Linked DNA regions of Sus scrofa: regions 1 and 3 are each linked to region 2. A link is a contact called in public Hi-C data. All regions are on one chromosome and are shown on one strand. The core of a region is the stretch at or near the end of the contact, and the rest is flanking DNA. Distances in the headings are between cores, read along the strand shown.

Region 1 (3,749 bases), core at 468-2,967, 470 kb before region 2:
TCTGCACGACTCTGTGGATGACCTTTATGGCTTTCTTGTCCTGGCATTCCAGTGTGTCTATACAAGTGCCAGGATGATGCTTTTCTTAACATCATTTTCTTTTTGCTTTCTTTTGTCTTTTTAGGGCTGCACTCGAGGCATATGGGGGTTCCCAGGCTAGGGGTCACATTGGAGTTTCAGCTGCCAGCCTTCGTCACAGCCACAGCAACAGCAACATGGAATCTGAGCCACATCTTTGACCTACACCATAGCTCACGGCAGCGCCGGATCCTTCACCCACAGAGCGAGGCCAGGGATCAAACCTGCATCTTCATAGATACTAGTCAGATTGGTTTCTGCTGAACCACGACAGGAACTCCTTAACATCATTTTGATCATGTCACTTCCTTCTTATCTGATCAGAATTTTTGTTTCTTCAGATCTACTCTAAACTCTCCAGCCAAATTTAAGGCACCCCGAAAACTGTTCTCCACATCCCCTTTAAGTGTGACCCATGTTTTCATCTTGAAACTTAGGACCCTGGCCCACCTACTGCTATGAAACTGATGCATTTGCTTTTCCCACAGTGAGATGGCCTGGGGTCTTTCTCTCTTCCTATTTGTTCTCTCTCACCTTTTCTTCCCTTCAGCTTTCCCCAGGCTTGACCAAAGGTCACTTTTCTTTTCACACAGAAGCTAAACTTTTCCTGCATTGCTGACCCTCTCATTGTTCCTTTGACTGCGATATGCAGCTTCTGTTGCCATGTATTATGTGTATTCTCCATTGTTCATGTCTATAGCCATCCATGCTTTTATACCATCACTCTTCCCAGTCACATTTCCAAGAAGCAGGACCTGTGCTCTGCTTCTTTTGTATTTGCCTGGAGTAACCTGGAGCATCTCCAAGGCACCTAGGATCCTTCACTTGCCCTATTACAAAGATGAGAGGTTTCTTTCCTCGTGGCTCGTGGGCAGCAGGGAAATCATTCAAACTTAGAGTTATTTCTTACGGGCCTTTTTTCAGTCCCAGAAAGGGATATTGTAATCTTCAACTTGTGGTATGTTTCTTAAAAACGTTTGATCTCAACTTGTTGCCCCTGTTAGGAGATCACAGGGGAAAATATTTTAAGTAATTCTTTTGAAAATAGCCTTTTCAATAGCCAAAATGGCAATGTATAGACTTTGCTTCTATATGGCCTTCAGGAAAGTAAATTATTTTGGTATAATGATGATATAATTCTTTGGACATCATTATATCTTTTTTTTTTTTTTTTTGTCTTTTTAGGGCCACACCCAAGGTGTATGGAAGTTCCCAGGCTAGGGGTCCACCTGAAGCTGCAGCCACCAGTGTACACCACAGCCACAGCAATACCAGATCTGAGCCTCATCTGCGATCTCCACCACAGCTCATGGCGATGTGGGACCCTTAACCCACTGAGTGAGGCCAGGAATCAAACCCTCATTCTCATGGATACTAGTGGGGTTCATTACCACTGAGCCGCAACAGTAACTCCTGCTATATCTTATTTTAATTAGTGTCAGACCATGAGACTTTAATTTTTTTTCAACATCCATACAAAGCATATATGTATGTTATTAACTTATGCTAGCGTAAAAATAATTCTGAGTTGGAAAGTAGATTCAGGATCTCTGGGACACAAGAACTCACTAAGTTCCCTGGATTCTTGGTGAGGGCTGTAGAGGGCATCCTTGTTCTGCGTTTTGTAAAGTAACTGGGCAGACATCATGATCCAAGAAGTGCAGCAGCTAAGGTCTTCTAAAATCGCTGGCTCCTTCCTGAGTTAGCGTGACATCCTGCATGCCCGCGTTTGTTTGCCCCGCCTTTGTTTGCCTGGGAGTAGATGGCCTCACACTTCGCCTGTTAGGCCTGTGGATGTTTTTCATCTCTTCTCACAGTTCTCCTCACCAAGAAACACCACAGCAGTAGAAAACAGAACCACCCAGACAATCCACAGTGGCCTTGGAGAAAGCGTTCGGTGACACAAGACTGCCTTTGGTGTGCTCTTTCCCCCACCCCCCCGCCCCCGCCCCCGCCAACAACATGCATCCCTGAGGCAGCAGTGAGGGCTGAGAGGGAGGATCCCTGTGGCCCTTGGAAGGCTTTGGGACCCCAGCTCAGCCCTGGTCTTGGCAGTAAAGACTGGAGGATTTCCAGTGGGGCAGAGTCCTTGAAGTCACTGTGTCATTCCGTTTAACTGCTCTTCCTGCTCGCCTTTTCTTGTTGTTAATGTTGCTGTGAGTTTTGGGGATGCAGGACAGAGGAAGTGGGAGATGGGGTGGGACTGACAGAGTGTCCTTGTGTCTCAGAACTCTGGAGTGGGGGGCATGGAAATGACATTTCCCGGAAGAGTCATTGCATATGTACAACCATCCAGCCGTTAGTGACATGATGTAAAGATGCACAGTGTGCACTTAGTCTTATCCTTTTCCATGCTTCTCTGAGAAGAGCCTCTTGGAGTACCCGTGATTACGTAATATAGGAAACCAGGCCATTGCACGTGTCACTTTGTGTCACATGTGAGTAGCATGTGACAATATCATTCTGATTTTAGGACCATTACAGACATCAAGTAATGAATAAGACTTTTTTTTGCAGGGGGGTTTTTTGGCTGCACCCCCAGCATATGGAAATTCCCAGGCCAGGGATTGAATCCGAGCTGCCTCTGCAGCCTATGCCACAGCTGCGACTATGCTGAATCCTTAACCCACTGTTCGACAGTGGGAACTCCACAAATGAGTTTTTTAGTGACCCTGCCCAGCAGTTTTGTTATCAAGGTAATGCTGGCTTTGTAGGAGTTTGGAAGTGTTCCCTCTATATTTTGCAAGGGTGATCTGAGGTGAGAAAGAATGTCATGCTGTTTGTTTCACAGAGACGTAGTGTCATATTGATGCTGGCAAGGCGTGTGACAGGTCTAGTGCCCCAGTTCTCATGACCTGAAAAAATTCACCATATATTCTGGATCATACTGAGATCATCATGTCTCATCCTAAGTTTCTGTGGTTCTGTATGTTCTATTCCTGTTACTCTAGGTTCTTTCATCATAGATCCTCAGGTTTTTGAGGAAAGGGTTCTAGAAGGTCAAATGAGCATCAGGCTTTTAATAAAGCTTCCTGCTTTCCCATTGTGGCTTCACCTGTGACTGGGCTTCACTTGTGCTTGTGTTACCTTCCTGAGCGCCCATTTCTTCAACTGTGGGATAGTGCTGTTATTCCCCTGTTTGAGGGAGTTTCTTGTGGGTATCGGAGTAATAATAAAAGACAGTGCTGTCAGAGTGTTTGGGAAAAGAACACTTTATGCATGTCATGGGCCCTCGGTAATTATTTCACAGTGACATTCTGTATAGTATTAGAGGGACTTGACCTGGGTGTCTTATTTGTTCTTAGTCTCGTAATTCTTTGGAGTGAAGACTAGTCTAATTCTTTTCACATGTCAGTTAGTAAATCTTCATTTATCCCTGACAGTCAAGACCCTGGGGTGGGCCCCAGAGACACAGACAAGGGTGATAATTGCCTGTCCCTATCCTTGGAGCTTTGTCATGAGAAATTAATGCGTCAGGATTTAAGCAGCAGGCGTTCCCATTGTGGCTGAGCAGGTTAAGAACCTGACATTTAGTGTCCATGAGGATGTGGGTTCCATCCCTGGCCTTGCTCAGTGGATTAAGGATCCAGCTTTGCTGCATAGGTCACAGATACAGTTCAGATCCACTGTGGCTGGGGCATAGGCCTCTGCTGTGGGTCCAGTTTGACCCC
Region 2 (4,061 bases), core at 742-3,241:
AAGCTCCCAATCCCTCCCACTCCCTCCCCCTCCCATCAGGCAGCCACAAGTCTCTTTTCCAAGTCCATGATTTTCTTTTCTGAGGAGGTGTTCATTTGTGCTGGATATTAGATTCCAGTTATAAGTGATATCATATGGTATTTGTCTTTGTCTTTCTGGCTCATTTCACTCAGTATGAGATTCTCTAGTTGCATCCATGTTGCTGCAAATGGCATTATGTCATCCTTTTTTATGGCTGAGTAGTATTCCATTGTGTATATATACCACATCTTCCGAATCCAATCATCTGTCGATGGACATTTGGGTTGTTTCCATGTCCTGGCTATTGTGAATAGGGCTGCAATGAACATGCGGGTGCATGTGTCTCTTTTAAGTAGAGCTTTGTCCGGATAGATGCCCAAGAGTGGTATTGCAGGGTCATATGGAAGTTCTATGTATAGATTTCTAAGGTATCTCCAAACTGTTCTCCATAGTGGCTGTACCAGTTGACATTCCCACCAGCAGTGCAGGAGGGTTCCCTTTTCTCCACAGCCCCTCCAGCACTTGTTATTTGTGGATTTATTAATGATGGCCATTCTGACTGGTGTGAGGTGGTATCTCATGGTAGTTTTGATTTGCATTTCTCTTATAATCAGCGATGTTGAGCATTTTTTCATGTGTTTGTTGGCCATCTGTATGCGATTCTCAATCTTGACAGCGTGTTAGAATCGCCAGCGGAGATTTAAAAAATAGAGATGCCTCACTTCTGCTCTCCAGGTATTCCTATGTAATCAGATGAGAGTGCGGCTTGGGTATCAGGATTCTAAAAGCTCCAGATCCCAGTGCAGCTAAAGTTAAGAATGACTGCTGGTACCAGACATGATGTCTTAATTCCTGGTAGAACAGAGTTTCCCCTGTGTGGCAGAGTTCTGTTCTCAGATGCCAAGTACTTTAGCCAAAATGTAGGCTTGGGTATCTTATCCTCAGCTCTGGAGGAAAGTTTATCAGATCCTTTCCTGAACTTGTGAGGAGGAGGAGGAGTTAGCATAACATGAATTTAAGGAGGGCTCCCTGGAGTCTGAATGCTGGATTGAAATCCTGGTTGCATCATCAATTCACTGTTCAATTTCAGCCTAATTGCTTAACCTCTCTGAATCCCCAAATGAGCATGGCATGATTTCTTACAGAGTTATTTGAGGAATGGGTGAGATAATTCCTCTAAAACACAGTACCTGGCAAATCCTGAACATGTAATCCATTTTACTACTGTGTGGTGTATATTGTCCTGGGTTTCTGAAGTTCAAGAGTAGAAGGGATAGAGGAAAAGTAATGGTGAGGAGGTGTGTGTGTGTGTGTGTGAAAATGGAGAAAATAGAAGTGAGAATGGCCAGGCTACCAAAAGGCATTTACTAAAATATGCAAACTGGGGAAACATTTTCTTTAATTTCCTAAACTTAACACCAGTTGGAAACAGAAGCTTTATGAAGAGACTAGAGAGCAAAGATTTGAAACATCCTTGGAAGGGAGAGGGCTGCCACCCAGGGATGACAAGAACTTTGGCAGAAGAGATGGAGAGAAGAAGAAACGAAACATCAGAGAAAGACCATGAGGGCCAACACTTCAATTTTTTTTTTTTTTTTTTTTTTTTGCAATGCTGCATTGAAAGTTGAACTTGAAGGGAAAGCATGTTTGAGTGCATATTCTGAATCATTCCTGTAAAGGAGAAGGCTTCTGTTTGAACCCTGCATAGGGGCTATGGAAAATGGAGGCTGCCTTGTGAAGAATCTTCAACTCATCACCACATCTTCTAGACTTTAAGGTGGCCTGAGTCTCTTGAGGTGTAGAGCTCTCCCCTGGAGAGCCCGCAAGTCTGTTGACCACACTCCCTCCATGGCCAATGTCACGCCTCCTGCCATGGGGCAAAAAGAATGCCTTGACCCAGCTTCAGGGAGCTCAGAGGAGGGAGGCACCTGCCAAGGGAATGAGCTCAGATCTGCCCAGAGCTGTGCAGCTGGAAGCCTGGCAGGCATCCGGGAGTGTCACCCTGGATGGCTTTCGTCCTGCAGAAGGGTGTGTTGTCCATGTACCTCGGATGGCTGCTGGGAATGTTAACAGCTCATTCCCAACTGTGTTCATTCCATTTGCTGATTAATTCTTTTGCGACTTAGTCAGAGGGAAGGGTTTTGCCTGTTTCTTTCTGTGCCCAAAACATGGGCCTCCCTTCTCACTGGTTGGAAGAGTCAGACCTTTTCTCCTTCTCTGGGCAAGTTTACAAATCCCTGCTGTAAGATGGGTGACCCCTTTGCCCAGCCTCCCACACTCTCAAAGTTTCCCCGTGCCTTTGCTAGAAAGTGTCAGAGTACAGAGTGTGTGGAAACCACTAGGGATTTCTTCCTTCTCTTTTCTCTCTGCTCAGCATGCCATCCCAACAGAGAGGTAAGACAGGCAGTGTGGACCCCTTCGTGCTCACGTTCCATCCACCCACCAACGTGGTGAACCCCATTGGGATTAGCTCAGAGAAAAGAAAATCTCCAAGGAGTTCCCACAAGCTGAGGGCTGGCCCCCTCCCTGGTGCCATTGGGTCGGCTCGCCTACATTTTTTGAAGTTGTATTTTTTTTTTAAAATATGACAGTTCAGGCTTGAAAACCAGTACATTTGGAAATATAAACTAGATGAAAACAAGCTATAATGAAAGTGAAAAAAAAAAAAACATATCAGTTTACTGCCGATTGAAAATCAGGACCAGATGAGACTGAGGCTCTGGGCATTTAATTCACTGGAGGAGGTCACTGCTTGGCGAAAACCAAGCCCAGCTCACATTGGCTTCCCCTCAGCAATATTGTGTTTATTTGTTTGTGCCCTTCCCTAGTTTGTGGAGGGAAATAATGAGCCAGCCTGTTTGAAGTTCTTTCTGCCTTTCTATATCATAGTGTGTTTCATTTCATTTCATTTGGAGAGAACAGCAGGAAAAGGGCATCCATGGCCAACCTGAGAATCCAATTTGTTCTCCTAAAAAGTACTGAGGACCAGAAAAGGGTAGGAGCAGGGTCAGGAGGCAGGTAGGATGCTCAATGAAAGGAGAAGAGAAAAAGTATAGGCTCTTCCAACCAAGACTCAGAAACATTGGACCTTATGGAGTGACTCCCTAGGGTGGAGGAAAGCATAATGCAGTAGGGTATAAAGCAGTGCTACTCCAGGTGTGACCCACAGGCCAGCATCACCTGGAAGCTTTTAGAGACACAAATTCAAAGCCGTCCCATCACACCTGTGTTGGAATCTCAGCGATTCCTTTGCTCAGAGGTTGCACACTGGCCATCCAAAGACCACTTTGGTTTTGCTCAAGCTACAGGCAAGCAGCAGTGGCCTGTGAAGTACTTTTAAAAATTAAATTTATTGCCAACATGTACACACCTGGATGTAAAAGAATCTAGACTTCTGACTTGTCATGACAAAAAACCAAAAGTCTGGTATCACTGGGCTTTGTGAGTGGCTGGAGGTTCTGATCATTAAATCCAACTTTTGAATGTGTATGTATTGCAGGTGATGGGGGGGATCCTGAACCAACATATTTGGGTGTGCTATGACTTAATTCTGACACTACCTACTTGGAGACAGCATCAGATCCCACAGGTGAAGGACTCAGTCCTGCAAGACCCCCCCTCCCCCTCCACTTCAGATGCCAATCACAAGTCCAGGTCATTCCCTGTGCTTCCCACCCACCTTCTGCAGATGGAGGCTTCAATGACCCTCCTTTTGTTTGGTTAACTTGGTAGCGTGGCTGACAGAACGCAGAGAAACATGGATCCCCAGTTTGTGATGACAGGATATAACCTAGAACAGCTAGATGGAAGAAATACATTGGGTAAGGTGTGGAGAAAGGGGGAGGAGTTAACCTCCAGGTGCACCCCTCCCCGCAGTCTCCACTGTTCAACATGGAAGCCCTGCCTTTGGGGTTTTATGGAGGCATCATTACTTAGCCCTGATTGATAGTCACTGGCCATTGGCAACTGATTCATCCTCTAGACCCTCTCCCTTTCTTGAGGCCAGGGCGTGCAGTAGCCATATTGGGGGGAGGGGGACT
Region 3 (3,758 bases), core at 13-2,512, 390 kb before region 2:
CTATCATGTTACCTTGCAAAACCTAATCAGATACTTTTTTCCCCTTCCTTTCTAATGTAACCTCCAAAAAATGTCCCGTATTGTACAGAGAATACTGGGAGTAGTTCTCGAAGAGATATAGTAGCCTACAGCAGTGGTTCTTCAACTTGAACCTGCACCAGAATCATCTGGAGGGCTTATTAAAACACAGGATACTGGACCACACTCCTAACATTTCTGACGAGGTAGGTCTGAATTTGCAGGTCAGATAAACTCCAAGAGACACTGAGGATGCTGGTCCTTTGACTGCTGGATCTCCAGGGTCTAGTGGGCAAATATCCTTAAGGTTGTAGGTAGAGAGCGCTTTCCTGAACTGGCGGAACTAGGATGAAAATCATGGCCAAGGGCAGAGACGGGGCTGGCACTTGACTTGATTGAGCCTCTCTGAGACTCTGGTAACCCTGAGCCCTGCTGAAGTGGAAACTCGTCATGTGTGATAGGTCTCAGGAAGTCCTCACTCTGAGGTGATGTTTTGGTTGCACCCATATGCTTAGACTCTCTTTGCCTTCTTGAAAAGGTTACAGGTAGCCTTGTCTTTGACCCATCAAAGTTGGTGTGGAAAACACAACCCTTACCCAGTTTCGAAGCGCAGATGCAGCCCCCATTATCAGCAGCACTTATACAATATTAGCACTTCAGAAAAAAGTAAATGACCACTGGAAGAGGGTGCCTGTCACAGCTTTACTGGGAAGTCCTTTGTTATATTCGAAAATAGAAGAGAGGATTCCAAAGGAAAAAATATTGGTGTGGGGATTCCTTCAATTACTTTCCATTAACCAAATGAACAGAATTCCTCTAAGTCATCCAGAATCCCCAAAGCACTCATCAGAGGCTCTTTGGTTCCCCTCCCCTGAGAAGAGGTAGGAAAATTATGCCCTTGTCTTTTATCTCCCTTCCTCTTTCAGGAAATCTCCCCTAGGGCTGACCACCCTTTAGAACAATCCACACATTCTAAGCATTCATCACTAGGGGGAATATTTACAGGATTTTTGTTTTTATTTTAGTTTGATTCATTTGTAATTTGTCATGAATTTCTTTAACTCATAGGTTGTACTGCTTCTCTTTTGTTCTTCTGGACATTGAGGAATGTCAGGATTCTTTGAGAATATAAAAGATTTTTTTAACTCATTAGTGTGTAGAGTTTGAATTCAAACCACATTCCGAGGCTTCTTGATGACACATGCTGGATCAAATTATGAGCAGAATTTGTGGAGACTAACAGCCCTGGCATTCACCAGGCTCCATTTTTAGATTACTAACTGGTTGGCCATACTTGGTCCTGAACACACTGCAGACTGGCCAAAATATTGCTCCATTGTGAACATGGCTTGGTTTTCTAGCCACTTAGGACCCTCTCAAGACAAATTCCCTATAGACAAGTAACAGGGTAATTTCTGTTGGATTATCGTTTCATTTCGTGTTGCAGAAATATGTGAGAGTTCTCTGGCTTGTAATCTGAAGTGATTACAAGCCAGAGAAGCAGTGTGATTCTGAGAAGCAGTGTGTGGTCAGAGTAAAATGGTGTGAAAGAATTATGAGACATTTATTGGCTCTTAGTAGGCATAGGTGGAAACCTGCACCCTATCTCCTTGTGAGTCTCATGGAACTGACAATTCAGAGTTCATTTTAAATGCCCTGGGGTTGTTTTGTTTTGTTTGTTCGTTTGTTTTTGTCATTTGTCTTTTTAGGGCCACACCTGCGACAGTTGGAGGTTCCCAGACTAGGGGTCAAATAGGAGTTGTAGGCACTGGCCTGCACCACAGCCACAACAATGTCAGATCCAAGCCATGTCTGCGACCTACACCACAGCTCACACCAACACCGGATCCTTAACCCACTGAGCGATGCCAGTGATCGAACCTGCATCCTCGTGGATACTAGTTGGGTTCATTAACTGCTGAGCCATAGCAGGAATTCCTGAATGTCCTGGAATTTGAGGCAAGTTCTGCCTTTGGTGGAAAACAAAACAACCCTGGTTTCTTTCTTGAGCCCTTGAGATGCTGGCACTGTGCTAAGGTCCTGGGCCTGAATTCTCTCGTTTAATCCTCAAAACAATGCCATAAAATGTCTTCTGTTATTGTCCCCATTTTGCACTGTGGGGACTTAAATCCAGGGCCTGGGGCTCTAAGGTGCAGAGAGGGGCCACACCGGGTCTGTCCTATCCCCTCATCATCACCCTGATTCTCTCTGCCCACGTGCTCTGTATATGGCACAGGCATTAGTGGCCTGAGAGTTGCATTAAAAGGATAACTTTTGGAAAATCATCACGCTTCTTGTCTAAAGAAATGAAGTCAGTTCTTCTCTTCCAAAGCGAGTGACTGAGGGCCTGTTCCTAACTGTACTTGTCATGCAGTGATGGGTTTTAGAGGCTGTGATTTAGCCTCAAATATGGCTTAAAGGTTCCAGAGGCAAACGTTCAGCTTAAGTGTTGCTTCATCATAACATTTTGTTGGCCTTTGCGTCATTCCCAAAAGCACTTTGCCTCCCTTCTCACATCTTCTCTGAGGAGACTGTGAGCCACTGTGAGAGCATTCCAGGCAAAACCCCCAGAACTCTTGCCAAGCAGAAGACCAGAGACAATTTACTGAAAGATATCGACCCCCGACCCAATTTTTTTTCCCCTTGTAGGAGCTGTCATCAAGCCCATTAGCTCTGCTTTCCTGCCATGTTTTTTTTTTTTTGCATCCGTTTGTGACTCACCCCTCGGCCACATAGAACCTTTTCCCCTTTTCCCACCCATAGCAATAAATCTGTTAAGAAAAACAAGCAAGGGACTGGAAAGGCATCCATCCTGGACCCGTAGTCAAACATCCCGCAGCAGATGCCCAATGGGAGAAAGAAACCCCCCTTCCCTCCTGATTCCTTTCCACTTGAGACGAAGTGCACCCTCCCCTGCATCCCTTTCAACCAGAAAAACTTGAGCTCAAAGGACAAGTCATTCATTTGCAACCCAGGAAGCCCTATATAGCTTCCCTCTAGTGGGTCTGAATTCATGTAATCAGCCAGGGGGTTGCACTTGTCCTCTCTGATTGGAAGATGGGACACTAACTGTTTGGTGAGGAGCAGTGGACATCTCTACCCATTTTCTGGGTGACAGTATTCTGTGCATATGGGAGGTAACCTTCGTTGTAAACCATGAACTTGATTCTGTTCTGAGGACAGAATGCAGTTGAGGTGGTCATCTCTCCCCGAGAGAAGATGGCAGGCACTTAAGTAATTTTCATCACTGATGTACTTTTTCCATTTATTGAGCAAACACTCTTCCCTGCTGTCTCTGGGCCAGTCCCAGCGTAGGCACTGGCAACCCCCAGGTAACCGAAGGCAGCTCCTCATCATAGGCCGCCCACGCGAGATGGGACGTGTGTGGTCACAGGTTTAAAGCCTGAGTTTCATGACAGAAGCAGGAATAAAAAGCTGTGACATTTTTAGCTTTTGAAGGAACCTCCATCGTGATTGTACCAGTTTACATTCCTACCAACAGGGTAGGAGGATTACATTTGAGGTATCATCTCACACTGGTCAGAATGGCCATCATTAAAAAGTCTACAAACAGTAAATGCTGGAGAGGGTGTGGAGAAAAGGGAACCCTCCTACACTGTTGGTGGGAATGTAAATTGGTACAACCAGTGTAGAGAACAGTATGGAGCTTCCTTAAAAAATTAAACTATATCTGCCATATGATCCAGCAGTCCCATTCCTGGACATATACCCAGAGAAAG

What was found. A called contact is a pair of places that touch in the nucleus more often than the background predicts.
Region 1: a contact with region 2 is called in a Hi-C map of embryonic fibroblasts, with 2.4 times the contacts expected there. The contact joins two enhancer-like sites. A contact is called at or near these places in 2 of 47 Hi-C or Micro-C datasets (embryonic fibroblasts and heart right ventricle).
Region 3: a contact with region 2 is called in a Hi-C map of embryonic fibroblasts, with 3 times the contacts expected there. The contact joins two enhancer-like sites. A contact is called at or near these places in 2 of 47 Hi-C or Micro-C datasets (embryonic fibroblasts and fibroblasts).

Annotation. Positions count from the first base shown.
Region 1 is chr17:19,403,219-19,406,967 of Sscrofa11.1, forward strand. The region is part of intron 2 of SLX4IP (protein SLX4IP); the gene reads left to right. Among named protein-coding and RNA genes, the nearest start is that of SLX4IP, 41 kb to the left of the region's middle. Within about 2 kb of position 1,718, at least 24 of the 83 cell types and tissues checked have an H3K27ac peak or open chromatin away from gene starts, as enhancers often do. A contact at or near this core is called in embryonic fibroblasts, where this site is marked.
Region 2 is chr17:19,869,645-19,873,705 of Sscrofa11.1, forward strand. The region is part of intron 1 of LOC106506610 (a long non-coding RNA gene); the gene reads left to right. Among named protein-coding and RNA genes, the nearest start is that of JAG1, 240 kb to the left of the region's middle. Within about 2 kb of position 1,992, at least 8 of the 83 cell types and tissues checked have an H3K27ac peak or open chromatin away from gene starts, as enhancers often do. A contact at or near this core is called in embryonic fibroblasts, where this site is marked.
Region 3 is chr17:19,484,804-19,488,561 of Sscrofa11.1, forward strand. The region is part of intron 2 of SLX4IP (protein SLX4IP); the gene reads left to right. Among named protein-coding and RNA genes, the nearest start is that of SLX4IP, 120 kb to the left of the region's middle. Within about 2 kb of position 1,263, at least 6 of the 83 cell types and tissues checked have an H3K27ac peak or open chromatin away from gene starts, as enhancers often do. A contact at or near this core is called in embryonic fibroblasts, where this site is marked.